Linked DNA regions of Arachis hypogaea: region 2 is linked to region 1. A link is a contact called in public Hi-C data. All regions are on one chromosome and are shown on one strand. The core of a region is the stretch at or near the end of the contact, and the rest is flanking DNA. Distances in the headings are between cores, read along the strand shown.

The links. A called contact is a pair of places that touch in the nucleus more often than the background predicts.
Region 2: a Hi-C map of leaf shows a contact between it and region 1, with 2.3 times the contacts expected there. The contact joins the enhancer-like site here to the promoter of LOC112789694 in region 1. A contact is called at or near these places in 2 of 8 Hi-C or Micro-C datasets (both in leaf).

Annotation. Positions count from the first base shown.
Region 1 is chr3:18,405,600-18,411,488 of arahy.Tifrunner.gnm2.J5K5, forward strand. It overlaps LOC112789694 (BTB/POZ domain-containing protein At3g22104), which reads right to left and starts at 2,245. Exons shown (of 3, transcript XM_072232478.1): 1 at 1,653-2,245. TRNAS-CGA (transfer RNA serine (anticodon CGA)) reads left to right here and starts at 2,374; the gene lies at 2,374-2,455.
Region 2 is chr3:18,445,513-18,451,401 of arahy.Tifrunner.gnm2.J5K5, forward strand. No RefSeq gene overlaps it. Among protein-coding and RNA genes, the nearest start is that of TRNAY-GUA, 10 kb to the left of the region's middle. Within about 2 kb of position 2,874, at least 2 of the 3 cell types and tissues checked have open chromatin away from gene starts, as enhancers often do.

The DNA of each region.
Region 1 (5,889 bases), core at 995-3,494:
TTAAGCTTTATGAAAAAGTGCTGAATCCAATTCAATGAAGGGTACTTTTCTTTTCGAAAAAAGGAAAAAAAGAGAAAATGATTATTGTGGAAAATGCTATCACTGGATAAAAACAGAGACATGGAAAGGAAAAAAATGGAGAGAATATATAAGGAAAAATAAGGAAAATTCCATACCTATAATTAAAAGCTCATAAACCAGAAAGAATGGAGTACTGACAAAGAAGTCGTTATAGGCAATAAATTTGGCATAAAAGGATCTTTAATCTTCTATGAGCATGGAAGGGTATAGAAGAAAGAAATTAATGGCTTGAAAACAACTATATTTGGGGTCCCTCTCAAAAGATGTGAATACAAACAAAATAAAATGAATGGTAGAGAACATTAAAGACCCAGAGAAGACCATGGCAGCAGCATTTAATGTGACATGCATTATTAAAAGAACTTTTCTCAAATTAAAAACATAAGAAGATGAAAAAAAAAGGGTGACATGTGGTTTTGATTTGTGAGAAAAATGGACATGAAAATTATTGTAAAAAAGAAAAAAGGTGCCCCCACCTCAGTGCTTTGTAGGTGCCAATTAATGATGAGGAAAAGCTACCATCATGAAGTTACTAAGGGTAGCTAGAATAAGCCTAAAAAGACCAAAATAAATAAATAAAAAATAAATAAAATTACACATTAAAAGTCATGAAAAATCATTGAAGCACAATCATTTCTAAATTCAAGAGTAGCAAAACATTTAGCATAAACGGAAACTAGAATCCAGATAATTTTTTTTTAAAAAAAAAAGAAAGATTGAAAAGTGGATTATGATCCAAACAAAACAGGAACTTTGACAGCAAAGACCGTTTTGACAAATAACAAAGAAGCAAGAGAGAGAAAGAGAGATTAATAAGGTTATTGTTATTTATTTATTTATTATTACCTTGTCAACCATGAAGGTCTCTTCTCCATTTACCTCAACTTCAAGATTGCAGTAACAAGATTCCATAACAAAGCTTCTTCACCAGAATATATAAGAACAAAACAAAACAAGGAAGCTAGCACCACCAGAAATGAACAATGATGGAGATTACTTATCAATTATTGACTTTTTGGAACTTGCATAGAAGCCAATCCAAATGAGGGAGATAGAGAAGACATAATAAGAAGAAAAAGAAGAAGGCCAAAGTGGTTTTGATGGGAGAGTGAAGATTGAAGAAGACACAAAGATCAGAGATATTCTGAGAGTAAGAAGAAGACAAATAGGAAGAGGACAAACACAAAGTTCCTGAGATTAGGGTTTGGGTGGTGGAACATATAAGTAAGCTAAGTCAATTGGTTCAGAAGAAATAAAAACAAGAAATGAGTGACTGAGTGAGAGAGAGAGAGAGAAGTAGTTAGCATTCAACAAGACATGTAAAGACACAACACAAGCAAGAAGAGAAAAAGGGAAATAGTGAAATACTTTCTTTGTACATATATATTAAATTAACATGGTATACTCTATAATATAACATATATAGATATAGCATAAGGTACCATTAAATAATAACCCCCCTTCATCTGACATTCCTGAAAAAAATAATATGACTAGGCCCTCAGTTATAAAATAATTAGCAACGTTATTGTTTATGAATGAAAATTATATATAAAGAAAATTCAACAAACCTTATAATTTAGAACTGAAGATTATTAATGCCTCGCTAGCTTGGCCCTTGTGTTATTCCATTCTCATAGCTGCAATGAAAGAAGAAGTCTCTCTTTATGTGTGCAGTGCACCCACCCTCAATATTGTACTGGCCTAAAATAATGCCCCCACATCGCATTCTCTCTCACTAGTCCTTCTCAATGTTAAATTAATTACAGCCATGGCAAGCACAATTGATAAAAGTAAAACATAAAACCTCATCCAAAATTAATGTGGGTTTTTCTTTTGTTATTGAAAATGTTATTTCGGTAGACAATTTGTGAACTAACTATAAAGTGAAGTTACTTTTATAAGCATTCATAAGAATGTCTTAGACTTAGTAAACTAACTATGCTGTTGAGGATAATTTATTATCGTGAAAAAGTTTGTGTGAAGAACATGAAGTATATAATCTAATTTAAAAAATTTATAAAAATAAAATAACATATTTTCTTAGATAAATATTTAATTAATTTTCTTCTTCATAGATGTATGTATCTGCTGTTGAAGCCATATAATTCTTTGCTCTTGAAAAGAAACCAAATTTTCATGGTTCCATGGCATGTGCTTTGTTGGAGTTGGGGACCAGTCCAAGTTGTTACTTTATCGTACCCCACAAAGTCATCACCTCTATGACCAAGTCCAATGAATGATAATTTTAAACGTTACTAGATATCTTTGTAGTGGAAAGAAGTCAAAATGGTCGATATGTCCGAGTGGTTAAGGAGACAGACTCGAAATCTGTTGGGCTTTGCCTGCGCAGGTTCGAATCCTGCTGTCGACGATTTTGTTTTTTATTTTACTAATTTTTATAGCCAAATGACAATTCTTTAAGCACTCATTCACTATGGAAAGTAACCTCTCTCGTAGTCTTGTCACAATAACAAATTATCACAAGTTTATCGCATTCATGATGATATGATAAGACACTAGAAGTTCAACTACTTTAATTAATTTTATTTCTACACACATTAATTTACCCAATCAATTAATCAACATCAATTCACGAAATATATTAAGAATGGTTCGTCTAATCAGAAGAGTGTGATCTACTCAATATTATACTAGTCTTACTTTAAAATGGTATTAGATATTTGACTAATTTTATAGTGTTTATGATGAGTTGGTGTTTAAATTTTGTCTTCCTTATTTTGTTATAATAAATTTTAATTTTTAAAAATTATTTACTTTTATAATTTTTAATTAATTATTAATTTTTAACATTTCTTTTTAATAAGTAAACACTATTTTTTAAATATCATAACATTTACTTAAATTTTTCTTGACGTACGTATTCAGAATTTGAGTGTTTTCTATATATGTAGTAAAAAAAGAGTTATTAATATAATCTATTTATTAATTTTTCATCCATGGGTAAATTTTCAATTCCCAATTACCATGGTACATTTATCATATTCTGTCCTCTTTTTATTTTTTAATAAATACTTGCTCTTTAAGAGCTTCATGCTATTCTAAGAAATGGAAGACAGTTAAAAGATCATGCGGAGATGATCGTTGGTGTCAAAGGTTTTTAATTAAAACAAAAAGATTGAACTGTTTATATTGATTTAATTAAAAAATCTACTAATTAAACAAAAATGAAGAACAGAGTTGGATATTTGTTAGAGAAGAAAATAAAACTGAGATGAATAAAAATTAATATATTTCACACTGCTAAATAAACAATACAACTGTTATATATATATATATATATATATATATATATATATATATATATATATATATATATATATATATATATATGATTTAGAGCTTGATTCCTCTTCAAGAATAATCAAGAAGAACAAGTTTTAACTAACCAAAATCAATAACTAACTGAACAAAATTTTATTAGTTACAGCTAATTAACTGTAAACTTTTTTTTAATACCCTCTTCAACTGAAGTAAGGGTTTTGATATACTCTTAGTTTGTGCTTGAACATTTTAAATAAGTCTTGTAACACCGGTTTAATTAAATAATCTGCTACTTGATCTGAAGAAAAAAAATGTATCACATAAAGAGATTTCTGATCAACCAAATCTCTTAAGAAATAAAGGTCCAATTCTAAATATTTACACCTACTATAAAGTATAGGATTAGCAGCTAGGAGGCAGGCATTTTGATAATCACAATATATAGTAGGTGGTATTGGGTGTGAAATTTGCAATTCACCCAAGAGTTGTTGAATGGACATGATTTTAGTTTGGGCTGTACACATAGACCGATATTTAGCATTAGTGCTGCTCCTGCTAACTTTAGTTTGCTTATTACTCTTTTAAGATATGAGATTTTTGCCTAAATAGATGCAGAAACCATTGATTGACTTTCGATCTCCAAAGTCTCCACCCCAATCTGCATCTGCAAAGGAAAGAATTCAAAAGTTAGTGTACTTACTAAACACAATTTTATTTTTCACTATACCTTTCACATATCTGAGAATTCTTTTGACACTTTTTTAGTATAAAAGAGTTGGATTATATTGAGAGATATGATTGACTGCAAATGTAATATCCAACCTTATCATTGTTAAGTATTGCAATGCTCTAACTACAGATCTATATGTTGTTGGATTGTCAAAAAGTTCAGAATCATTGGAGAATAATTTAGAATCTAAAGTCATAGGAGCTGGTAAAGGTTTAGAATTATCCATTCTAGACTTGACTAATAGTTTTTTTGTATATTTTGTTTGAGATACCATGAGATTCCTTTTAAGAAGATAAGTGACTTTAAATCCCAGGAAAAAAAATTAAACAAGCTAAGATTCTTTGAGAAAAATTTTTCATTCAATTGAGCTATCAAGAATTCAATTTCTTTTGAATTATTCTCTGTTACTATTATGTCATCTACATAAACTAATAAATAAACAACATATGATAAATTATGTTTAACAAATAGTGAAACATCTGACTTTGTGTTCTTAAAATCAAATGTCTAAAGAGTGTCTGCCAATGTCTTGAAACCAAGCACGAGGTGCTTGTTTCAAGATATATATGGCTTTATTTAACTTACAAACCGGGTTGGTATTGTCGTTCTCATATTCTTGAGACTAGGCTTTATAGATATTTTTTTTTGAGCTTGCCATTCAAAAAGACATTATCAAAGTCAAATTGTCTTAATGGCCAGCCCAGTGACACTGCAATAGTTACTATAACTTTTATAATAGTTGGTCTGATTATTGGTGAATAAATTTACTCATAATTCATCCCTTTCTTTTGGTAGAATTCTTTGGCAACAAATCTAACTTTGTACTTGAGAATGTCACCTTGTTGATTTTTCTTAATTGCAAATATCCATTTGCTTCCTATAACAGTCGCATTTGAAGGAGGTACAGTGAGATTTCAGTTATGGCACCTGTTCAAAGCCTGGATCTCAGCATTCATAGCTCTTTTTCAATGAGAACAATTTAGATCTTACTTAATTGTCGATGAAATATTAGAAACTAGATCAACAAAATAAGTTAAAAGAGTTTTTGGTTGATAAATTTTTAATTTGGCCCTTGTAATCTTGGAATGTGTGTTGAAAGGTGTTATGGGAAGTAAGCATATCTGTAGACTACTATTGGGAGTGGGTGTGGTGATTTAGGGTAAAGGTGAAGTTTCTAATGTTTGAGAGGTTGTAGAAGTAGTTTTAATAAGAGTACTAATGTTGTCAAGTGGTATTATTAGTGTTTCGAAGATAGTAGAAAATATAGGTGTAATGATTTCAAATTTTGTAAAATCTGTATTTTGGTCCAAATTATCTGAAGAAGGATATGGGGAAGCAATATGGAACATAGAAATATAAGAAAATAAATTTTCAATAAATGTAACATGTCAAGCAAGGTAAACTTTGCCATTCTTAGCCATGCATTTATATCCTTCGTGATTGAAATCATATTTAAAAAAAAAAACAAATTTTAGATTTGTAGTCAAACTTAACACTTTTGTATGGTCTTAAGAAAGGGAAGCATGCACATCCAAAAACTTTAAAAAATTTACAATCTGGTAGTTGATTAAATAACATTTCATAGGGGATTTTATTGTCAAGAACACTAACTGGTAATCTATTGATTATACAGACAGATGTAATGAAAGCATCTTTCCGAAATTGCACAGGGAGAGATGTTGTCAATATAAGAAAAATGTTGAATACCGTCAGGTTTACTGTCAAATTTAGCGTCGCACATTAGTGTCAACTTTACCGGCAGATTTATGGACGATTAATGTGTTAAATTCGTC
Region 2 (5,889 bases), core at 1,624-4,123, 41 kb after region 1:
GGTTGTAAGTGGGTATTCATAGTAAAAAAGAATCCAGATGGTAGCATCTAAAAGTATAAGGCTAGGCTTGTAGCAAAGGGTTTTCACCAAAAGCAAGGAATCAATTATGATCAAATATTCAGCCCTGTAGTGAAACCTGCAACGGTTAGGACCATGCTTAGCATTGCACTTGCAAAGGGATGGAAAATTCATTAATTTGACTTCAATAATGCATTCTTGAATGGTGATCTCTTTGAAGATGTATTCATGCAACAGCTAGAAGGTTTTGTGTCTTCCAATAACTAACAAGTGTGCAAGCTCCAAAGATTGTTCTTTGGACTCAAACAAGCTCCCAAGGACATGTTTCACAAAGTTAAGTGTTGCTCTCCACCAGTTCGGCTTCACAAGAACGAAATCTGATGCATCCATTTTCACCATACTAAAAAGAAACCTTAGCCACCGATATCCTTATCTACTTAGATGATATACTGGTCACTGGTACCTCTAAAAGTGACATCACAGCTCTCATGGCACAACTACACAACACTTTTTCATTGAAAGATCTTGGTGAAATGTACTACTTCCTTGGGATTGAAGTCAGCTCAAGCTCCATAGGGACAGTCATATTGAAACAAACCAAATACATCATAGAATTGCTAAAGAAATCTGATATGATAAATGATAAACCCGTGCCAACCCCCATGAACTCATCACTAAACCTCTCTACCTTTGGTGACAGCACATTCAACAATCATATCTTGTATCGATTCATTGTTGGTGGCCTTCAATATGCCAGAATCACCAGACCAGAAATCTCCTTCTCAGTGAATAAAGTGGCTTAATTTCTTCACTCTCCACTAGAATTACATTGAAAATCTATCAAACGAATTCTCAGGTACCTTGCAGGCACCATACGGCACGGCTTGAGGTTCAGTAAATTCATCAATTTTAGAATATATGGATTCTGTGACTCTGACTGGGCCAGTGATGTTGATGACCGAAAGTCGACAAATGGCTTTGCTATTTACTTAGGTTCGAACCTGGTATCTTGGGCTAGCAGAAAAAAAACTGCAGCATCAAAAAGTAGCACTGAAGCAGAATTTAGAGGCATTTCAAATGCTGTCACTAAAATTGTTTGGTTGCAAAATCTCCTAGCTGAACTCAAAATTTCCTGCTCTATCAAACCTATAATCTATTGTGATAATCAGAGTGTTGTTCTATTATCAGCCAACCTAATTTTGCATAATAAGTCCAAATATTTTGTACTAAGTCAATCCTTTGTTAGAGAATTTGTCACCAAAAAGGAGATCTTTGTTCAATACATTCTAGCGCAAGATCAACTGGTAAACACATTGACAAAGCCTCTCTCAGCAACAGCTTTTCTCAAGTTTAGGGACTTGTTAAGAGTATTTGAAGTAGAACTCTGATGTAAAGGCCCTTGGTTTCAGGGGCATGTAAGTGTTATAGATGAATACTTCTAAAATTATTAAGTTGTTGATGACAGCTCAGTAGTTAGTTACACTCAATTAGTTACACACACTCTCAATTAGTTACACTCATTCAACTATCTGTAACCACTTACTCAAGGCACATTTACACTCTATAAGTAGCTGCAGTGTAACTCATTGAATCACTTTTCTTTTCCTTCTTTTAATATAATCGTTTTTCAATAGCATCTTCTCCAACATTCGTCTCTCTCTCTCTCTGAGTGTTCTCTTCTTTCTTCTTTCTTATCCAAGAATCTGACATCTTACAAATACACAACTTGACTGTTGATAACCTTACTTTCTAAATGCATTCCCAACAAGTTTAAATTTATACTCAATGTAATTCTTGAAAAAATCAAGTAGTAACACACAACTTAATTATTGTAACCCCTGCAATAAACCACCATAATACATGATTACTTGTCACAACAAAATTAACGATAAAGTTATAGTTAAAACTTATTCTAAACATTCTAAATAAAATTAAATTATATTAACTATTAAAAATATTTTTAAACAATTTAAAAAATGTTAAAGACAAAAATATACTAATAAAACATGTGAGAATCGTTAAGAGTCAAAGGTGTTGTTATGTTCTTATTATAACAAGTTGTATATGTATCATGTATCGTTATTAAAATTTGTTAAATGTATATTACAGTAATAGTAATACATATGAAATTAATCAAAATAATAAGTATTTTAATAAATCCGATATTTTGTTATTTTAAAAAGAATTATTTTATCTTATGATTTTTTTAATCTTAATTATCTTATAATAATATTTGTTAGAAAAATATTAAAAATTTGGATGAAAATAATAAAATAATTAATTTATCTAATGAGAATAATTTTTAAAATTTTTACCGTAATAAAAATTTGTTAAAAATTAAAATATTCCATCTAAAATTCATTGGGACTGATTTAAATATTTAGTTATTTACCCAGTGTTTTATAATCTCACACCAAATTTGATCTTGCCTAGAAGTAATATTTTAATTTATAATCTATTCTTAATAAATATATAGCAACTACACCACGTTGGCAAAAATATCTCCAATAATGCATCATAGGAGATGTCCTAATATCTATGTAGATGGTTTACCATTTTACAATTTGACAACTATCGCCACAAAAAGGTTTATCTGCACCGACAATAGCTGCAGTTTTGGGAGTGCCAAGAAATTAAACCATTTGGTAGTGATTGAAAGGTATCGAGAGCTGGTAGAGAGAGGATGAAAAGAGAGAGAGAGAAAGCTTAGAGCAGAGAGAACAAAGAAAGAGAGAGAGAATGCAGAAAATTGAGAATGATTGAATTACTTGTATAACAGAAATTAGTTACATCACTTACTATTTGTATTCATTTGGTGGGTGACTCAGCAATAACTAACTTTCTAACTGTGTACCAAAATTGTTAACTTAGCTCTAACTAACTGTTTATACTGAGTACCTAACAGTAATTTGATAAGACATGCATAAAATGAATCATTTTATACACAAAGCAAATAATTTGGGAGGAACTTTTCGTTCACAAAAAATTGATCAAACAAATTAATATCATGGATCAAAGAAAAGAAAAAGTGGAACGTCAATTTAGAAAAGAGTTTAATTTGTTCAAATTCTGACCAGACAGAAGATCACAAGAGCTGTGGTTTAAAAGTGAGACACATATAAAATAAGAGTCTTATTAGAGTTATGATTTAGAGTTATGGCTGGTTTGACTTGTCTAGCTATGGTTGATTGGTCATTTTAACTTTTTAAGACTATTCTCACAGGGACAAGGCCAACATTTTATGGTTGAACTTTCTGTGATGTATTGTTATGTGATGTGCTTGAAATGGAACATACTTTTCTAGAAAACATACATAGCACACTACACCATGCACGGTGATTAGTAAATAAAAATGATTAAATATTAACAGAATAATAGAAATTATTGTATAATATAAATTTAATTTGTTTAGATTAAAAAATAAATATATTCAAATAACCAAATAATAATAACTTAATTAGTCAGTTACTAAAAGACAAACCTAACTTCTTAAATACAAATATATATATTAATTTAGCTTTGATCTTGCATATAATAATTGCTTACTTTAAAAAAAAAAAAACCTTCTACCATAAATATTATAGTTTCAACTTTGCAATTATACTAACAAAAAAAAATATTTCAATAATTACTTAATAGAAAAATAGATATTTTTTATATACCTATACATAAAGTGAATTTTAATTGTTTGATTCAAAATTTTTTTTCTACAATTTTTTTTATCTTGCTCTCATAATTTCAGTTAAAGTTGATTCCTTCGAATTATAATACTTATAAATTCTTTAACTACTGAGCTATAATATTTTTTGTATTATATAAAAATTAGTCAATAAAAAATGTGAGTTGACGGACATGAAATATACTTTAAATTTTAAATTTTAAATATATTGATATTAGTTTATTATTATTATTTTTTTGTATTATTTTTGCTTCACTTTTACAATTTTTCAGATTCGAGGTAAAAGGTTTTTTTTTTTTTTAACGGATACAATGATATGTAACAAGCTTTTTTATGTAAACTGACACCACCAGTTTTTGTTTTCGGTCATGGAACTGGCACCACTATTTGTCAGCTGAATTGAAGTATGGTATTTTTCTTTTGTTAATTTTTATGGTTAAGAACTATCTTTTCTTTTTTTTGGTCAGGTGATTGAGAACTATCTAGTAACTCTGTAATTGTGGTGCTATATATGGGCTGATTTTGGTCAGGCATTTGTTGGGTTTGAGAGCAAAGCTAGTTTCTTAACCAAAAAGAAAACTTGAAGACGATCCAAACCCCATGAGTTAAAGGCTCCTGTCGTTTTTCACTTTTTCTCTTGTTAAAACAATATCCAGATTCTTACTCTTAACCACCCCCCTAACCAAAAAAAAAAAAAAAAGAAACTAGATGAACAAGTTAATTTTTCAATCAAGTCTTTTTTACCCCAAAAAATAGGACACATTCTTCTGTTATTATATGGAACCTTTATGTAATTTTGTTATAATTTGTGTGTTGCTTTCACATGATTAGTGTTAGTTTTTTGGTTGTTTCTACATAATTTCTACTTTAATTTCATAAAATTTTATTTCATATGAATTATGTTAAGATTTAAAAATAGATACATTTAGATACCAAAAAAAAAGACACAAAAAAATAGATATACATTTTACATATTAAAGAAGAAGAAAAAGAAAAAACTGATGCGCAAAGGAGTAGAAGAAAAGGAAAGAAAAAAAAAAGAAAAAAGAAAACCTGCTAAGAAGAAGAACAAAGAATGGAGAGGTAAAAAATCTTTTTAAAAATTTAACTATAAAATTATTTATTTACTTAGTATTTATCAAAAACTCCTAAATCTTGTCTATTAAAACAAAAATCTTGAATCTTTATATGCAACTTAAATTTCATAAAATTTAGTCTTAAAGTAGTCTCTAAATTTGCACTTGAGTCTCAAAGTAATTTCTGAAGTTAATAATTACTTAAATTCGCCCCCGAACTTATACTCCAGGATTCATAATAGTCCCCAAACTTGTACTCCAAAACTCATAATAGTCTCTCAAGCATTTTCCGTTCATCAAAATCTTAAAACGACGTCGTTTTGAACACAAAAAAAAAAAGAAAAAAGAAATGTAGCATAAAACCCCAATCCAAAAAAAAAGAAAGATCGCCTAGCGTACCCAGCCCCTCCTCCCAATTCTCAATCTGTTCCCTTCCCTATCCCCAACTCCTTTTCCTCTCCCAACCTTTCCCTTTTCCTTCTCCATCCCCAATCCGTCCCTTTTCCCTCCTTTAATCCTTTCCCTTTCTCTTTTTCTTCTGCTTCCCCAACGCCCTTCTCCTTTCCCTTCCTTTTCTGTTCTCCCAACCTGAGATTCTTTCCCTTTCCTTTCTCTTTTCTAATCTGATACATTCCTTTTTTCAACCATACTTTCACACTCATAAGAGCTCTTCTTAACTTTCGCTGTCGCTGCCTTTCGCCGACTTCCGTTTCACTGCCGCTGCTGCTCGTCAGCCTCCATATCCGTCCGATCTCCCTCTTCTCTCCTTTAGTACGGTTCTTTCTCTTGGGCATAGTAATTTCTTTTTTTTTTAAGTTTTTTAGTTATTCAATTATTGTTCTTTAATGTTCTGGGTGATTGTTGCTGCTCATCCTATTTTAATATAACAACAATGGTTAATTTTAGTTATTTTCTATTCTGTAATTATTACTGATTTTTTTATTGTTACTATTTTTTGCTCTTATTGCTGTTTAAATTGATTGATGCATGCTATTTAAGTTGATTAAACTTTTTTTATTAATACTGATTTTTTTGTGATATTTTGTAGTGTTAGTTTTTATTTTTGTGACCTTTTGAAAAAGAAGAAGAAAAACAGAGTTAAAGAAGATTAGAAGA